Regions from separate parts of the Gossypium hirsutum genome. Here region 2 is linked to region 1. Evidence: chromatin contacts called from public Hi-C data. All regions are on one chromosome and are shown on one strand. Each heading gives the region's core, a stretch centred on a gene start, on an enhancer-like site or on the middle of the called end of the contact. The rest is flanking DNA. Distances are from core to core; before and after follow the strand shown.

Region 1 (5,986 bases), core at 1,888-4,387:
CTAAATATACTAGAGGTTTTCTTGTCCCTCCTCCTTACATGAAGGGTTTTGGGCCTCTCTCACATCGGATCCAATTACGAGTACTTTTTGGGCCTTTTGACCAGTACTTTGTAATACTTGATTAAGTTTTTCAATTTCTCAAATTAAACTTTAATATCTACATATTAAATAATTTTTTCATCCCAATTTTACCCCAATAAAATTTTGACAATTTTACCCTCAGTAAAATTTTAACGATTTTATCCTGATAAAATTTTGAGAAAATTCATTCAATATTTCACAACTCAACATTTTCACTATGACTAAATGATTTATTTTTATTTTTAAGCTTCAAAACAGTCCAGAAACATAAACTCATTCTTCCATGTAAGTTTTCATTTTCATTTTTCGAAACTTACATTTCAGAAAAAACCATAATCATTCCTAAATGTTTCTCATTTCTCTTTTTCTATTCATTCCGTTCATTTCTATTCAAACACGCAATTCATTTTTGGTTTCAACAAGCTAGCGAAGGGACTAATTGGACATATGTGGTTGAGGCTCAAATGATTTATAATCAAGTTCTAGCTTTTCACATTTTAATCAAAAACTCATTTAGTCTCAAATTCATTCTACTATAGTATTGTGATTGATATTTCCCCAATGACATACCATTACGAAAGCAACTACTTAATGCTCGTCCAATGACCTTGTCATTAGTGTGTTACCCTCATAGGATATCATTGATCTCTTTGAGATAATATTCGTTCTCCCAATATGATATTATTTTATCTCATGGTAACCATTACATCTTCCTTCATGAAAAGTCAAACACTCTCAAATAGTGATCAAGTCATCCATCACAAAGACAGACGACCCATGGTCATATTTACTTTTCATCAACCATGTATTTCCAATGAAAGGGTATCATTTACCCATGTTTTGGGCTATGAATTCCACTGTTGTGAATGACGCTATGTACTATAAAAGTTGTACACCCAACGCACCAGCTTTCGGTTCCTTATCTATTTGAACTTAGGCTTTTACTTATATCAAAGTGTACGAGTCACGCATACATAGTCCACCATCCGCTCAGGATTTAGGTATGTCACACTATGAACAGCACAAGTGAATAAATTCATAATCAAATTCAAGATCTATTCTTCTTGGATCATGTCTGATGTACTATCAGTTTAGTCAGTCACATTTATGTCTCTATCTTCTGGGGGTCATCCGCTCCGATGCCCAAGACATGGCATCTCCTCAATTGGACTTGATAGATGACATATTAGTCTTTCAATCGGTTTGCTCATTTTTTATTAGACTAAGGACATGTTTAGGTTCATCTACTAATACAAGTTGTCTTTCTATATTACGATCCGACCACATAATACCGCTTAGTATTAGTTAAACATTAGACAACCAGTGAGCAACATTTTCTTCCATTTTGCTTTGCGTGCAAAAACCATGTGAGGACAATATAAAAAGTATTAATGTAATTATGAATAATTTTATTAACCAATCTGTTTAAAAAAATTACAAGTGTACTTAGACGAAAATACTACACTTAGGGCACCAGATCCAAAAACAGGGCTAATTGAACCGATTTTCAAGTATCGAGAACTCACCAAATAGGCCTGAATTGTTGTGTCGAATCACAACAGATTGAAATTGTTGAAACCAGGCTAGGAAGAGCAATTTCCAAGCCTTAAGAACTCATCAAACAAGCCTAACATTGTCGTTCGCGAAAATGTACAGTGTACACAATCGTTAACAAGTAATAAAATGATAAGTATCGAGTATTGTCTCCATCAAGAGTATATAGGCAAATACCATGAAATAATACTTAAGCAAATTTCTGAGAAGATTAATTTCAAGAGGAGTGAGCTACTACCTAAACTAGAATTAACTAAGCAACAAATTAAATTAAAGATGTGAAAACAAGGTAAAAGTAAGACTTTAAACAGTTTAGTTAATATGACCTAAATTTGTTAGAGTAATCTTATTCTTTAACTTAAAATTGTTAAAGCAATGCTAATGATGTTATGGATAATTCCATGGCAGCTCGGTTATTCATTAGCCTATGTAGTCATACTTATTGAACTTATTAAACCTTTCTAGCATATGTCTATGTTAAATCAATTTAATAAATTTCATAAGCAAGCATTAGATATAGTGAAGTAACAGTATAGTACTATACCAAAACAATTTTAATCACATCAATCTTTTACATGGCAATAATATTGGTCAATACTATCACTCATTTAATATAATTCTCCATAAAATATTAAACATGTACCATTCAGATATTGGGTCCATTAATTATAATTTCATTCCGATTAAATAATTAATTCAATTTCATCCTCTCAATTATAATGCAAGAATAACATAAACATGTTTTTATCTGAATGAATTATTAATCGAGGCCTATAATATCAAAAACATAATTTTAATAATTTAGGTGGATAGAATGCAATCAATCTAACATAAACACAATTTAAGTCATTTTAATTAAATTTGGAGCATCGAAATAACTAGCAATCATGTTCATAAATTCAAAATAAATCAAAAGGAATAAAGAGAAAGAAATTAGAAGACAAATTTGATGTTTCTTCGAAGTCTGACTACTGCGCGTCCCTTCCTTCCTTTTCCTTTGTTCTGCCAACCAAAAGTCCTTCAAGATGCTGAATGTTGCTGCTCCAAGAAATCTTGAAATGCTTTCTAAAACTCTCGTGGCTTTTCTCTCAAATGAGAAGAGAAAAGATGGGCAGATGAAGAGGAAATTGGGAGAGATAGGTGAGTGAATGAATGATGATTTGAGTGACCGGCAAGGGGCCTATCTATACATGAGGGGAGTGACTATTTTTAGAAAATTGAATCCTTGAAAATATCTCCCCCATGGCCGACCCTTGCTTTAAGGAAAGAGTGTTGATGACTTTGTTTTTTTTAGCTTGGTGCATAAGAGATAATGTTTGAAAGGAGGAGGGGGTTGAACGACATTCTGAGAAAGTTTTTGAATGTTTTCTAAAAAATTTAAATCAGCTTTGGATGGCTCATTTGGGCTCTTTGATGGACGACTGGGCCACTCTCCCTTAGTGGGCAATTTCAAGCTCTTTCCTCATTAGCAGACTGTCCAATTTTCTGCCTAATTTTTGAGCTGGGTCAAGCATGTCCATGACCCATTATTCCCTTAATTGGGGCGTTCTAGGCTGATTATTAATCAACCCTCCTCTGCATGGCTTGTGCTACAAGGATGCTACATCATTTTGAGCCTCGAAAAGTGACTTCCAAAACTGCCTTTTCTTTAGATGCACCAAACTTTTCCAAATTGACAAAATTGTGTAAGTTTAGCATATAAATAATGAAAAATAAAGATTTGTCTTTAATTTTGTCCACATTCAAAATTTTGTAATAAAATTACAAGAATATGCTAAAAAGCACTCGAAATTTGCAAGAATTATTAGTTAAAAAGTGCTAAAAAATTTGTATATTTTAAACTTATCACATTGCAGTGTCAAATCAAAGCCTTTTTACTCGAGTTCTCACACCCTAAACCCTATAAAAAAACCCAAAATATTTACATTATATCACGATTTTTAAAAAAAAGTAAAAATTTGTTAGTTTTTTAATTCTCAAGGCTCAACCTTTCTCATCCTCACCTATTTAGAAACAAAGTTTTTTTTTCTTTTAATCTAAATTGTTAAATTAGAATAAAGTTTAATTTAAGAATAATGCAAATATTATTCTATTTTGTTAGATTCTATTAAATTTTAAATTCTGTATTTAATTTTTAACATTGAAATATAAATATTTATATCTAAACATTTTAAATATATTCATTATTGCAGATTATAAAAACGGCATCATCATCATCATGTTCTCAGACTGTTTTGAACCACACTTTTTTTTATATATTGTTAAAATAGTAAAATATTTTTTTAACATCATAAATTTGTTGATAATAATAACTTAGATGAGCGTTAATAATTAATTTTATATAAGCAAACTTTTCGCATGCCTATGACCGTGTTTTTAAAACAAGAAGGCATGACCTAGATGTAGCTGAATTTTTTAGGATCGAGAGTTATAATTTGAACCGGGAATTGATATCTGATTTGGTGGAATGGTGGAGACTTGAGACGCATACCTTCCACTAGTGATGCGAGGAGTGTACAACTACACTAGAACGTGTTACACTCCAATTGGGGCTTCTCTAGATGGCTTTGCAGTCACCAATGTAAGCAATGTCAAGACTGCTGAAACCTACGGAGAGCTGCTTGGCAAGATACCGGAGAAAGGAAATTTGGAGGGAAACGAAGTGAAGATGACATGGTTGAGGAAAAATTTTGAAATTGTTCCAAAAGAGGCTACAACGAATGATCTTATGTGTCATGCAAGAGCGTAAATCTTACATCTGTTAGGAAATGTGCTGATGCCTGGGAAATCCGACAATATGGTACACTTGATGTATTTCTAGTTGCTTCAGGATTTCTATCTAGCTGCGCATTATATATGGGGGGCTGCTGACTTAGCATTCTTGTACATGAAAATGTGTCAAGCGACGAATCACAAGTCGCAAGATATTGGAGGATGCCTACTTTTTCTTTAATCGTGGGCTTGGTACAAAATGCCTTTTTTAGCCTCAGTAGTTCGATTGAATTTGTTCATTTTGGTTAATAGGTAAACCAAAAATTCTTTTATATTGTATTGTAATGCCCAAATTAATATTTTCTTGCCATTAATCATGTTAAATTATTTTCAACAGACGGGGGAAACCTAACAAGGGTTCAGTATAGGGGATGAGCTTACCCATTTTTAGACAGTTGATAAATTCTTCTATTGGAGTCGGGTTAACCACAGAACCTCTATATTATTGTATATTATACTTGTATTTTAATACTTTTAGGACTTTGGTTTATGAAAAAGAGATTGAAATGCAAGTTGACATTTTTTTTAATTTTTTTTACAGTTTAGATAGATGTCGTACACTGACCCAAATACCAGAATACCTATATTATTTGTCAAGCGTATGGCGCATTAACTCAAAAATACCAGAATACCAGAATACCTATATTATTTGTCAATTCGAAATGTTGCGGGGGTTTTCTACTTGAACTGGTTGAGCCAAGCAAGATTGACGACTATCAGGCAGTAAGAATGATATGCAGGTGTTCGATAATATGTTTGAGTTAAGCACAACATAGCTTACTCGCAAGGTGCTTGTGCTGGTTTAGTATTTCTGTTAATACTTGATACTGGCTTATGAATTAAGTTTGTTATTACTGGTACAGCTGTAATTTGTTTGTTATTTTTGTTAACAAATTATCTAGAACACCTGAACTGCTATAAGTAGCCTAGGTGCTACTCTTCATTCTTATGCTTAAAATGATGAATAAAAAATAGAGTGTTACACTCAAGATCTCTCTCGCTTGTTTCTCATTTTTCCTTCTTCTTATTATTCTTTATCTGTTATTTTTCTAATTCATAAATGTCATGATTTCTTCATCTTTTATGATTTGCTTTCAGAATACATCACTGTTGTTATTTTTTTCATAATGTACGCAGCTTTTCAACATGGTATCAGATCTACGGAATTGATGATAATTAGCTGTGGTTTGCATCTGCCGTGTGTTTGATTAAATGTCTCTGTAAGCAGAATCTCTTGTTCTTCAGCTATTCTTTGTTCTTGAGTGATCTTTGGCTGCGATGTCTGTCAATAATTCTGAACAAAATGAATCGATGAATAATGAAACTATGAATCCTACTTTTGAAGTTAGATCTGATGTTAGTAAATCATTTACTGCCATTTTGACCAAGAAAATATCTCTGTTGATTGATGAAAGCAATTTTCTGTCATGGAAACAGCATGTTTACCTAACCTTGAAAACGCATAGGCTACAAAGTTATGTAGAGGTAACTATAGCTATTCCTCCTAGGGTGATTAGTACTGATTCAAGGGTACAAATAGAAAATCTTGCTTTTGTTTCTTATGAGCAACAAGATTCTG
Region 2 (5,486 bases), core at 2,510-5,009, 370 kb before region 1:
GCATTTTAATATGTATTTTTTTTTTCTGTTTAAAGCTTTTTTTAGCTAATGTTTATAATTAATAAATATATTGTTTTCAAGTTTTTTTAATTAATAACTCTTTTATTTATAAATCAAATAATAAATATGCAATTATTTAAAAAAAATCAACTAATTCTTTTGATATATTTTTCTTTATATATAATATTTATATGTCAAATATGTATTTTCTCCACCTATATTATGGGTATGGTGATTTCTAATATGTATTGAAAAATAAATATTACACATAAAAATTATATTTACTAAAAATAATGATATTTACAATAATTATTTGATTTTATAAATAAAAGAGTTATTAATTAAAAAGATAAATTTAAAATAAAAAACTTGAAACAATATATTTATTAATTATAAACATTAATTAAAAATAAAAAAGCTTGAAACAACATGAAATGAAAAATACATATTAAATGCTTATAAGATAAGCTGAACCCAGAACTCAAAAATAAAATCACAATTATTTAATCATTTAACCAAAAGGGCTAATATATTAAAAATATTAATTAAAAAAAAGCTTGAAACAACTTGAAATAAAAATGCAAATATGTAGGACTTGAACTTGAGACTCAATGACAAAAGTACTAACATTTAACCATTTAACCAAAAAAGCTAAGTCGCCAATTTTTAATGAAAACACCTCCTATATAGCACATTTTCTGCTGACATAGTTGAAAGTGCGTCCTACATAACACATTTTCACTTTTTCTCTCCAATAATGGTATAAATATAAAAAAAACCTAATTTTTTTGAATTTTATAAAAAAAGGGCATATACCCATAAATTAACCCCTTTTCCCATAATTACTTATCATTTTTCATCTATCTTAGTAGCATTTAACACTAATTTCAATTAATTAAATTAAAAGGTAAGGCTATTAATGTCTTGTTTAAAAAAATAGATCTTTTTACGTAGCTTTAATGACCATTATTGTTTTATTAGATTAAAAATATTTAAAATTTGAATTCTCTATTTTTCATAACAAAATTTAGTGTAAGTTTATATTTTCATTTATTTACACTCAATTAACATAGTTAATTATTATAGTCGATTGAGTCTTAATTCAATTGATATATATCTTGTTTCCAGAATAGAAAATGTGAATTTAAGTGGACATTTATTCTCTTATTTAAAGTTGAAAAAGATTATAAATAATTATAAATATTTTATAAAAAAATATTATACTCGATTAATTGCCGCATCACGCAAAAAAGAAAATAAATTATATAATTCAAGAAATAATACACAAATATCATTACCGGGTCTATGTTGTTGCATGGAAATGAATGACTACGTGTTTGTCTGAGCATGAACAAGATTCATGCACATTGCCACGTAAATGAACAGCCTACCTGCATTTCCATGCTTTTTTAATCCTCTAAAAACTGGTAAATAACTAAATAAAACAGACACATTATCAATTTATTAATGGTTAATACTACAAGAAGAAATGTTTTAAGTGCGAAGAGGGTTAAACTCCCGATAAATATATATACACATATTAATGTGTTTCTGGTTGCAGTACAAACACATATATTATGTGGAAGGTATTATGGAGGGGCGGTGATGGTTTAGAGAGAGTAAGGCAAGGGATGATCCTTGCTCAAGACTCATCATAGCCGTCCTAATATTAATTAATTTTAATTACCATTTTAATTTCCTTGTTCGAGGCCATGTGAATGTGGTGGATTCCCCCAAGGAGAAATTCAGTTGGTCACGTTACAACCTAATGTAAAACATGTGTTCAAGTCAACCTTTTTGTTCATTTAATAAACGAGTCGAAAAATTTGTTTATATATATATAGTGAATTATAATAACAGTGCAAAGTTCAAATAATAAATACAATTAGTGCAATTCGAACCCAGACCACATTTAGAATAATAAATACTCTTAATTATCAGGTCATCACATGGGGTTTTTATTTATATATTTTTATTTAACTTAGTAATGAACATAAATACACAAAAACCTAACTAATCATAAATCATTGATTGAATACTCTGTTAATTTACAGTTATAGTTTTTGCTCCCCTCCATTTTGTTTTTGCCTTTAATCCCAAAATTGTGTTGTCGGCCTTTATCTCCATTCATTTCGAAATTTTATATAATATTGCACATATGTCAATTTTTACAAAAAAATAAAAAAATATATATTATAAAATTTAAAATTATAAGAAAATATTAGTTATTAGGTCATTTTCTATAAATTTAAGAAACAAAAATGGGGTGGAGCTGAACTTAAACCCGACACTGCTGCGAAATTTGATTTTCTTTAAAAAGTGGTCAGAGAATTTGAAGGGATTGAGTCCTAAATGCAATTTTTTAAATATCTTTTATTAAAAAATAACGGTATAAACTAATTGAGTTTTTTGTTTTGCTAAGATCTAATCTTTGATAATTTTAAATGTAAAAAGAAAATCTCTTTGACTCTAATCACTGGTTTACTCAAGGGAATCAACCAAACCGGGTTCAACTTAATCTTAACCGTAAAAACTGTAACTAATAAAATAAATGTGGGAATCAAATCTTAGCATAAGATGAGCAAAGTTTGTAGGGGAAACCAGAACGTGAATTAATGTGAAGCATACCCCATTACAAAATTGAACACATGAGATAACATGGACAAAAGCCTCTGAAATTACAGCTATATGGAATATTGGGAGACTTGCATTAATTTCTTCCTCATCATAATATCTAAATTCAAAAACAAGTATCCAACATAAATATATATGTTCAACGCCAACCCCCGCAAAATAATTGAAAATGTGAACCCTAAAAAGAAAGAGACATCATATAAACATCTTTTTTAAGACTGTCCACTTGATTTAAAGCCAATGAAATCATTTTCCCTTTTTCTTTTTCTTGTCTATATTTCATACTTAATATATACTCATCTAACTTACATCAAATCGAATATTAAAATGTGATTTATTAATCGAGTATTTATATTTTTAAAGATATTTTGATTTTAAATTATAATTGTTAAAAAAAACCCACTCAAATTGTGTATTATACAAATCTTTGCACTGCATTTCCCTCTATCACAACATTTGTTCAAGGGGACTTATGGCAAAATTTTATAATAATCCCTTTGTCTTCAAGAAGACTCTGAACATAAAATATCGTATTAAAACTTCTTATAGTTTCTTGATAAAAAAAAGGGTTGTTTTTTAGTGTAATCTAAAATTTATAAATTTATAAGTTAACACATGGTAAAATTTTAATGTGACTTCTAAAATTAATAAAATTTTGATTTAATCCTTTTAAAAATTATATAAATATAAAATATTATAATGATGAAATTACATTTTAATTATTATAAAAAAAACTACTTGAAACTAACACTTCAATTTAAACCACCTTCCATCTTTACCTCCATCACTCTTTTGTCGACACCATCACTTTCTTAATCAAGACAAAAGAGTGACTTGAAATGTTTGATTTCATTGGAAACGAGAAAAATCTATCTGAAGGTTTTTTTTTTTTAATTAATTCATCAAACACATCCAACAATGGAAACGGTAGACTTTCAACTAATGGATATGTGAGTCCCACCCACTGACCATATATTGGATCATAAGTCAGAAATCGGACCTTATGAATAAAAACGAAGAAGGCCCACCAAACAAATTTGAATTTTCCATGCACCAACACGTAATGCAAGGCATGACGCATAGAAGGGGAATACCATGTACAGGGTGCGTGCTCCATGTGAGAACCAATACCATGGACCAGCAGCGGTCCTTAGACCTTAAATTACCCTAATTCTGGTCCCAAACCTATCTCCTTAGCCTAGGGAAGAAGACTTTTCACTCGTCACCACCTCAAGGCCACATGGATTGCTTGCCAGGCCCAATATTTCTGCAACCCAAAGATAATTGTTTTTTTTTCTAACTTTTAATGGAACTTTAGAAAATTAAAATTAAAATTAAAATTTTAAAATATAAATATTTATATAAATATATTGTATATATAATTATTCAATTTTAAGTAATAATATATAGAATAATATTTGATACATTTTTAAAAGAGTTTTTAGACTCCACAAACAGGATTAGAGATTGGTAAATGTACTATAGGGTATAGTATAATATTAAAAAATAAATCTTTAAAAGAAAACACATATGATAAAACTTTTAAGATTACTTGTAGAATAAAAAAAAATACTAACCCATAATATATTTATATACATATACAAATTTCCAGAGTTACCTTATTAAAAATTTCTAAAATTTGCAACACAAGATAACGCAAAAATAGTACAAACATTTATTTATTTTTTCTCTCTAAATGAAATTACTATAACAACTAGTTATTAAATATGAAATGAATACACAAGATATGAACACATTATTATTATTTTTATATTGAATCACTCTAACAAACTATATAATTATCATATAATATGAATATATGAATATGTCAAAACTGGTATGAAATAAGCTAACTTAACATAAGAAATTTATTTGTAAATTTACCTATTTAAGTTACACGAATAATAGTATGAACATAAAAATGTTGCAAAAATTTTCATGAGCACAACATAAAGATAAAATGTGTTAGAATCAACACAAAATAAATTGTAAATGTGAAAAAATTATAATAATTTTATATATAAAAATAATGCAAACGCAAAACCTAATTTTTTTATATATATATCCTTATAATAACTTAAACATGAGAAAATAATAAACACAAATTTTATCTTTTTTCAAAAGTTATAGAAACAAAATTCTCTTCTTCTTTTCTTTTGAATTAAGAAATAAATTCTTTTCTATTAGCTATTAAGGAATAACATTTTAAGTTTTTTGTTGTATAGATTTTTCATAAATGAGGCGACTTCATAAATGTTATTTTCATATGCTATTCAAGTCTATTATGGCTTCTTTTTCCACTTTGTTGTTGCTTATTCTCTCTTTTGATAATGATAGTTGATTGTTTCTTTCTTTCTTTCTGTCTTTTCTTTATTGTTTTTTTGTTGTAAGAGATATGATTCTAACATATTTGCGTTATTATATATGTGTCCGGTTTCAGTGGATGTTGGTGATAAGAGGCCGGAGTTCGGACCATGGATGTTGGTGGAACGAAAGGCGAGGCGTGGCCAACGCGTTCATCAGGCTAGCGGCGCGAAAAAAATCTGGAAATGATTCTTTTGGATCTAGTTTTTCGGCGTTTAATCAGGTTGGAGATTTGGGGAGTGATTTGAGGGTGGCTAATGGAGATTTTTCGCAGGAGAAAGTGAGGGAGAGAGGGGCTGTCGGCGATGAGGGTCATAAGGGTAGGTTTAATATGGGTGTTAAAAAGAAATCTGGGCCTTATTTTGAAGCAGGCCGTAGGAGTGCTTCGGGCCGTGGAGACCTTTTAGGGCCTGCTAAGAGTTTTTCTTTGGACAGCTTGGGAGCAAATGATTTGGGCCAGAATACTAAATTAGCTTGGATAAATTTTT

The links. A called contact is a pair of places that touch in the nucleus more often than the background predicts.
Region 2: a Hi-C map of leaf shows a contact between it and region 1, with 2.0 times the contacts expected there. The contact joins two enhancer-like sites. A contact is called at or near these places in 3 of 34 Hi-C or Micro-C datasets (hypocotyl and leaf).

The regions. Positions count from the first base shown.
Region 1 is chrD07:28,827,537-28,833,522 of Gossypium_hirsutum_v2.1, reverse strand. No RefSeq gene overlaps it. Among protein-coding and RNA genes, the nearest start is that of LOC121219042, 27 kb to the right of the region's middle. Within about 2 kb of position 3,137, at least 7 of the 9 cell types and tissues checked have an H3K27ac peak or open chromatin away from gene starts, as enhancers often do. A contact at or near this core is called in hypocotyl and leaf, where this site is marked.
Region 2 is chrD07:29,199,059-29,204,544 of Gossypium_hirsutum_v2.1, reverse strand. No RefSeq gene overlaps it. Among protein-coding and RNA genes, the nearest start is that of LOC107956742, 16 kb to the right of the region's middle. Within about 2 kb of position 3,759, at least 5 of the 9 cell types and tissues checked have an H3K27ac peak or open chromatin away from gene starts, as enhancers often do. A contact at or near this core is called in hypocotyl and leaf, where this site is marked.